2 separate regions of the Gossypium hirsutum genome follow, and region 2 is linked to region 1. A link is a contact called in public Hi-C data. All regions are on one chromosome and are shown on one strand. The core of a region is the stretch at or near the end of the contact, and the rest is flanking DNA. Distances in the headings are between cores, read along the strand shown.

What was found. Hi-C and Micro-C count contacts between places; a contact is called where the count stands out from the background.
Region 2: a contact with region 1 is called in a Hi-C map of leaf, with 2.3 times the contacts expected there. The contact joins the promoter of LOC107886936 here to the promoter of LOC121222070 in region 1. A contact is called at or near these places in 4 of 34 Hi-C or Micro-C datasets (all in leaf).

Annotation. Positions count from the first base shown.
Region 1 is chrA03:110,354,118-110,357,501 of Gossypium_hirsutum_v2.1, forward strand. It overlaps LOC121222070, which reads left to right and starts at 1,903. Exons shown (of 4, transcript XM_041101965.1): 1 at 1,903-2,353; 2 at 2,516-2,745; 3 at 3,216-3,323. The coding sequence starts at 2,167.
Region 2 is chrA03:110,487,625-110,491,008 of Gossypium_hirsutum_v2.1, forward strand. It overlaps LOC107886936 (telomere repeat-binding factor 1), which reads left to right and starts at 1,723. Exons shown (of 7, transcript XM_041101990.1): 1 at 1,723-1,981; 2 at 2,436-2,628; 3 at 2,738-2,955; 4 at 3,042-3,126. The coding sequence starts at 2,479.

The DNA of each region.
Region 1 (3,384 bases), core at 653-3,152:
TTTCTTTTATTTTTCTCAACTCTAACTTTTTTTATGTTCTTTTTTTTTTAAACTTTTTTTACCAAATAAGATCAAATATGTCACTAAACAATTAAGTTAACGATTTTAATAATAAGAGAACTTTATTGATATAAATTCAATACTTAAAAAATGTAATTAAAATATTTTAAAATTTTAAATTTAATTTTAAATTGGAGGTCATAATTGAGACGTCTGATGCAATTAATCATTTTCTTTTATTTTCAATATTAAAAATTTTGACATCGTAAACATAAATAAATTATGAAAATGATATGATACATTATCAATAAAATTAAGTAATTACCAATAAATGATTAGAATTTCAGAGATGATATTATTGAGAGAGACAACTCTGAATTTTGAACATAAATTATAAAATAGACATAAAAATATCAAAAATAAAAAAAAATTAAGAAACAAAGATAACGATTCTTGACGTTATTCAAAAAATAATAAAAAATAATGACTTGACGTTAGTTTTTTCACTAATAATATGTAAAATACTAACTTATAAATTATACAGTTAAATATAAAAAAAATACAGTATTAAATTATATTTTAATTTGTCTGAGGAAAAAAAAAAGGAATTTTATTATATCAAAAAGGACAATGATACGTATCGGACAAAAATGAACATGTTTGCATGAATCACGTAAATGAAACAAAATATTTAATTAAAAATAAAATAATAAATGCTCATACTTTAAAATTATAACTATTATATTTATTCTAAAAAATTATTTATTAGTATATATTTATTATGATTATAATTATGATTTATAAATTATTATTAATGGTGTAATTATATATTATTATAATTATGGTTCATAAATTTATTTCAATATTATATATAAGTTACAATAAAAACAAAAAATTAATTTTATGAAAATTTATATTAAAAATATTAAAAAAATTCGAACTGATTTTTCTAATTGATTTAAGACCTTGAATGATATTAACTTAACTAGAAGCTTTATTATAACTAGAAATTATATCATACATGTATACGTGTGAAAACCATGCATTTAGAAGATAGATATGTGTCTGAAAATAACATAAAATAAATAATGAAACGTATGTGTTAAAACTAATTAATAATAACAAATTAAATATGTACAATATTCAATAGAATAATTAAATTAAAGTGTGAGCAAAACGGAATTTAAACACATAAATATATCAGTTTAAGAATACAAAATGAGTACAGTTGTTTATCATGGTGTTGACATCAATCTTGAGTTGGTGTCGAGTTGACATGTGACACTAACTCAATTAACAACGTTATTAATACTAGAGTGCATATGCGTGTAAAAAACTACAAATTTAGAACGCAAATGTATGTTTAAAAATAACATATAATAAATAATGAAACATATGATTTGAAACTAATTAATAATAACATAAGAAATACATACAATATTAAAATTTAAAAAATAATTTAGCACTATTTTCAAAATCAAATCGGACCAGTTGATCGAATCGATTGAACGAGGGATATTGATTAAGAATAATGGATTGAGTTAATAGACTTACAGATTGATTGAACTGATGATCGGACCAATTAAACAAAATTTTTTCTATTTTAATTATTTTTAATAATTTATTTAATCAAATTATATAAATAGATCTGATAAAAATTCGTAATCGAACTAATTAAATTATTTATCGAATTTTGAAAATGTGAATAGTTAAAATTTTCTTAATTAAATTAATATTTATTTCACTCCCAACATCATAACAAATAAATAAAAAAATGGGCCCCACTGAGAGGTCTTTAACACTGAATTGGGAACCACAACTGTCGATAACCACGAAGCCCAACCGCACACCTCTTTGCCGCGTACATTAGCAACCGAAACCTCTGCCGCTCTAATTTACGCTCACTCGGTTACGCCCACCACCATCGCCTTTCTTCTCGCTACTTGTTAAAGTTGTAATTTGCTTTGCTTCCTCTGCTCTCCACGCAATAATTTACCAAATAAATAAATAAATAAATTCTTTCCCATTTATTCACTCAACCCAGAAAAGCAATTAGCTAAATAAATAATCTAAATTTCTTAAAAAAAATTGAAAATTATGTTTCTATTTATGATTACTTGTTTAAGATTTTAATGCAGAGATATTAAGGGGAAAAATAAAATAAAAATGGCTTCTCTACAGATGTTGAACCCTGTGTTTTCTTCCATTTCCATTTCCCACTCAAAATTTCCGGGAAAATCTGATTCCAGGAACAAACTTCTCAACTTCAATAGTTGTAGAAGCTTCAAGTCCTTGCACAGCCAAAGATCTATTATTCGTTGTGCAACTCAAGATGGTGACAACAAAAACAATGGTATGTTCTTCCATTTCTAAAGATTCTTTTTTTTTTTTACTCATTTTAGTTGTATAAAAAATTCTGAAACTAACCCAAGTCAAGTCCTTCAAAAATAAGTTGAAATTTTGGTTCATTGGGTGCTTATAAAATTGTATTTTTATGGGTTTTGTTTTGAATTAGGTGAAGAGTCACCTGAGTCACTGTTTATGAAGGAGTTGAAGAGGAGGGGGATGACACCAACTTCACTGGTAGAGGATGCTAAAAATACCAATTATGGATTAGATGAGGAGATGAAAGTAGGGGAAGAAAGGGGAAGTGTCTCCAAAAGGAATGTTGTGTCAACTGAATTTGATCAAAGCTTATCTAATCAAAGGGAACGATCCATGGAATTGAATAGTGAAGGCCTTGAGGTTTATTGCTTTTTTTCTATTTACTCAATGATTTTGCATGCTGGTGTGCCTTGGTTTGACCTCATTTAACAATCTTGCTTATGTTCATTTCAAACCTTAAGCACAATTATGTACCGTATGAATTGTGATGGTAGCTTCATAATCTGAATGATCTAGATCTTGGACTTTGTTTCAATGAACTTTTATATAGATGATATCATACATTTTTGGTATTGTTATTAAACATTTCAAGGAACTAGATTTCTCTATCTTCGGTTCGGAGAATGTTATGGAACCAACAAGAACATCATCTCTTTGTTTTTACTTTCATTTCATAGTAATTTGTTCACATAAAACTGTCTGTCTTGTGAATATTTGATGTGTTTATTCGTTATCTCTTTACTTCAAGTAATGTGCATGATTTCATTTAATTTGTGAATGCAAGGATATGTGAGATGGCAATTGAACTTATATATATAATCGTTGTTCAGGGGCTGGTTCCGCGGGCTAAACTGTTGCTAACACTAGGAGGGACTTTCTTCCTCAGCTTCTGGCCTTTCATCCTTTCAACTATAGCATTCTTTTCTGCTCTCTACCTTGTAAGCTCGCTTTCTTCCACTTTTCAGTTTTAGCTTTAGGAAGAACAAAGAAGCTCCCTGT
Region 2 (3,384 bases), core at 473-2,972, 130 kb after region 1:
CAATGCGCTGAATGATTGTGTTTCCTTGTGAGCAATGTTGATGAGAAATTTAGATACGCAGAGTTCGAAAATTTTTGTTGGTTTGAGAATTAAATTATAAAATTTTACGATAGTAAAAATTATAATATTATTATTTTAATAGTTTATATATTTATAATTTTTAAAAAATTTAATTAAATTTGTATTATATTTAGGAGGCTAAAATACAATTTCACTATTACTAATTTAAAATTTTATAAATTATAAAAAATTTAAATTGAAAATTTACCATTTTAAGGTGCCATGGCGCGCCCTTGGATCTCTTAATGGCAGAGTCACTAAGTATCGAGATAATCCCTATCAACTTAGAATAGGTCTGTTCTTTGAAAATTTAAGTCCAAGTGTTAATACTGTTTTTTTGTTAAATTGGTTGGTGTGACATTTAAAGAAAAACTCATTTGGTAACAATTTATTTAGAAAAATGATGTTGTAATGAACTTGGATTTAACAAAAATAATTTTAATAGTGTTAATAATTAAGCTTGAATTTAAAAATCTAAAAATTAAATTAATTAAATTCTTAAAAATAAAAATGCAACGACTAAATTCCAAACTTACAAAGAATATAAGGACTTATGACATGTTTTAACCAAAAGATTTTGTTTCCATTATTCAAAAAAGGTTAAAATATGTCATAGATTCTTATACTCTTCACCGATTTAGAATTTAGTCATTTTAGTTTTATTTCCCGGATTTAGTATATTTGCTTTTTAGATTTCAAAATTCAGGTCCAATTGTTAACGCTATTAGTTTTGTTGGTGTGACATCTTGAAATAAAAAAAAAATACTCATTTGGTGGCAATGTAACTAAAAAATTGACATTTATAATGAACCTGAGTTTAATAAAATAATTTTAACAGTGTTATTAGTTGGACCTAAATTTCAAAATTTGAAAAGTATAGGTACCAAATTCTATAAATAAAAGTACATAGACAAAATTATAAATTTGTAAGGAGTATAAGGACTCATGACATATTTTAACCTTCAAAAAACTTCAAAAAAGAAAAACTGTAAGATGTTTATGTAAATTGGAGATGGACCTAAGCGGAAGAGGTTGAAGTTGGGATTGAAGGCTCTATGTTGACCATTAAGAGCTCTAGAAGAAAACGATGAGCTATATAAATATTAGAATTTGTACTCCGAAACACTCTCCAACGAAAATAAAGAAATTAAGATATTTTAGATAAAATAACAACAAAGCGGAGATAAAAACAAAACTTCATTTGAATTGTTATTCACTCATTTGGTTTTGGTGCATGAGAATTAACTAATAACTCGTCTTTAACTGACAACATTAATAGGAAAATGTGTAAGCTTAGTAGTAGGTTAGTCCTAACCTACCATAATGGACGAAGCTAGAAACTTTTTTCAGTTCAGAGAACTTAAGCTAAGTTATAAACTTTTAAATGGATTAAAATGCAATTTTTCTAATATAATTTTTAAAGGGACTACAATGAAATTTCTCCATTTTCCCACTACCCTCGTCCCTACCTGCCATAAATTATGCAAAATTATTTATTATCTTGATTAGGAAAAAAAGGGTAATTTTTTCCCTTAATTTCTAAAAAGCTACTAAATCTTGTTACTCTTTGTTAGTAAAGGTCAAAATTCCGAAGCCGCCAAAGTCGTTGACACGTGTCAATAACATATTCATTTCAGGGATCACATCCTACTTCCACACGTGACACGAGTAAACCCTAATCTTATTTCAGAAACAAAAAGGGGGAAAAATAGAAACCCTAACAAATTTTTCCGCCAGAAAATCACAGCGTCCCATTGAATCGCCGTGAAATCTCCTGTAGCATAGCATCGCCATGGTAGAAAAAAATAATTGAATTTAATTTCTTCTTTAATTCTCTTTTTCTTTTCGGTCTTTTTAAGAAAAATAGCAGTTCTTCGCCTTCCGATCTCCGATTCAGTCACCCACAAAATTATATCATAAGGTAATTGTTCTTCTTTTCCCCCTCTTTGTCTGTGCGCATCTGGTAATTTCATTTTTTATATGTTAATCTGCGTTTTAATTTCGTTCGTGTTTTCGATTGTTTCAAATCTGCTTTTTAATTTTGCTTAATTGCCTTTCTGTCTGTATGCTATTCCTATTAATAATCTTTAGAAATCAGATGGGTGAAATTATGTCATTTTTTCGCTTTGTTAGTTGATAAAGGGGCATTTCTTTATTGAAATAGTTTTAATTTTATGATGATGGTCATTTCTTGGAATCATGTAGTATTGATTTGTTATTCACGTTATTCTCGATTAGGAATTAGCTAAATTTACCCAATTATAACAGAATATTGATGATAATTGTTTCAATATTAATTCCATGGAAGAATGATGCTTGAAATCTCTTTTTTCGTTGATTTTATCTGCTAATATTGAGGGAAATGACTTTTGCAGCTTCTTGAATTTGAAGGCTTTTTTCCCCTTTGTGTTCCTTTAAATGGGTGCTCCTAAGCAGAAATGGACACCTGAAGAAGAGGCAGCGCTAAAAGCTGGAGTCATCAAACATGGTGCTGGAAAATGGCGAACGATACTGAAAGACCCTGAATTTAGTGGCGTCTTGTATCTGCGTTCCAATGTAGATCTTAAGGTATGTTCCTTTGGCTTCTAATGTTGAATGGTTCAGTCCTTGTCTTGATGAAAAGTACCTATAGAGTTTTGTACTTGTTAATTCATGTTTTCTTTGTATCTTTGGGTAGGATAAATGGAGAAATATGAGTGTGATGGCCAATGGATGGGGTTCTCGAGACAAAGCTAGGCTAGCTGTGAAAAGGACATCTAGCTTTCCTAAACAGGAGGAGAGTGCGGTGGACCTCGCTGTAGCTCCAAGTGATGAGGAAATCGTGGATGTTAAGTCTGTCCCAGTTTCCAGTGCTACATTACAGATTCCATCTTCTACAAAGAGATCCATCGTCAGGTTAGACATTGTTCTTATTTTTGTTTGATTAATTTCATCTTGTATAATTTCACTCCTGACGTTGTTAATTCTTGTCACTGTTGTAGGTTAGATAACCTCATTATGGAAGCAATTACAACCTTGAAGGAGCCTGGTGGTTCAAACAAGACAAATATTGCTGCATATATAGAGGTAGTGTTTATATGCCAGTATTCATGTTTATAATTCCATTCTTTTTCCTATTTAAAGAAAATCTTGCATTTGAGGTCTTTAATAAACAGAGAACTTTGAAATGGCTCATGATTGGTCGATATACACCTTTTTAATTGAAGAAAATAGCTGCAAGGAAAGCCGTGTGACATAAATGTTTCTTTGTACAGTTTGAATTTGAAGGCATAAGAGAGTGACTACATAAGTCATGGCAGTCTGCTAAATGTTTTCCTTTGTTCA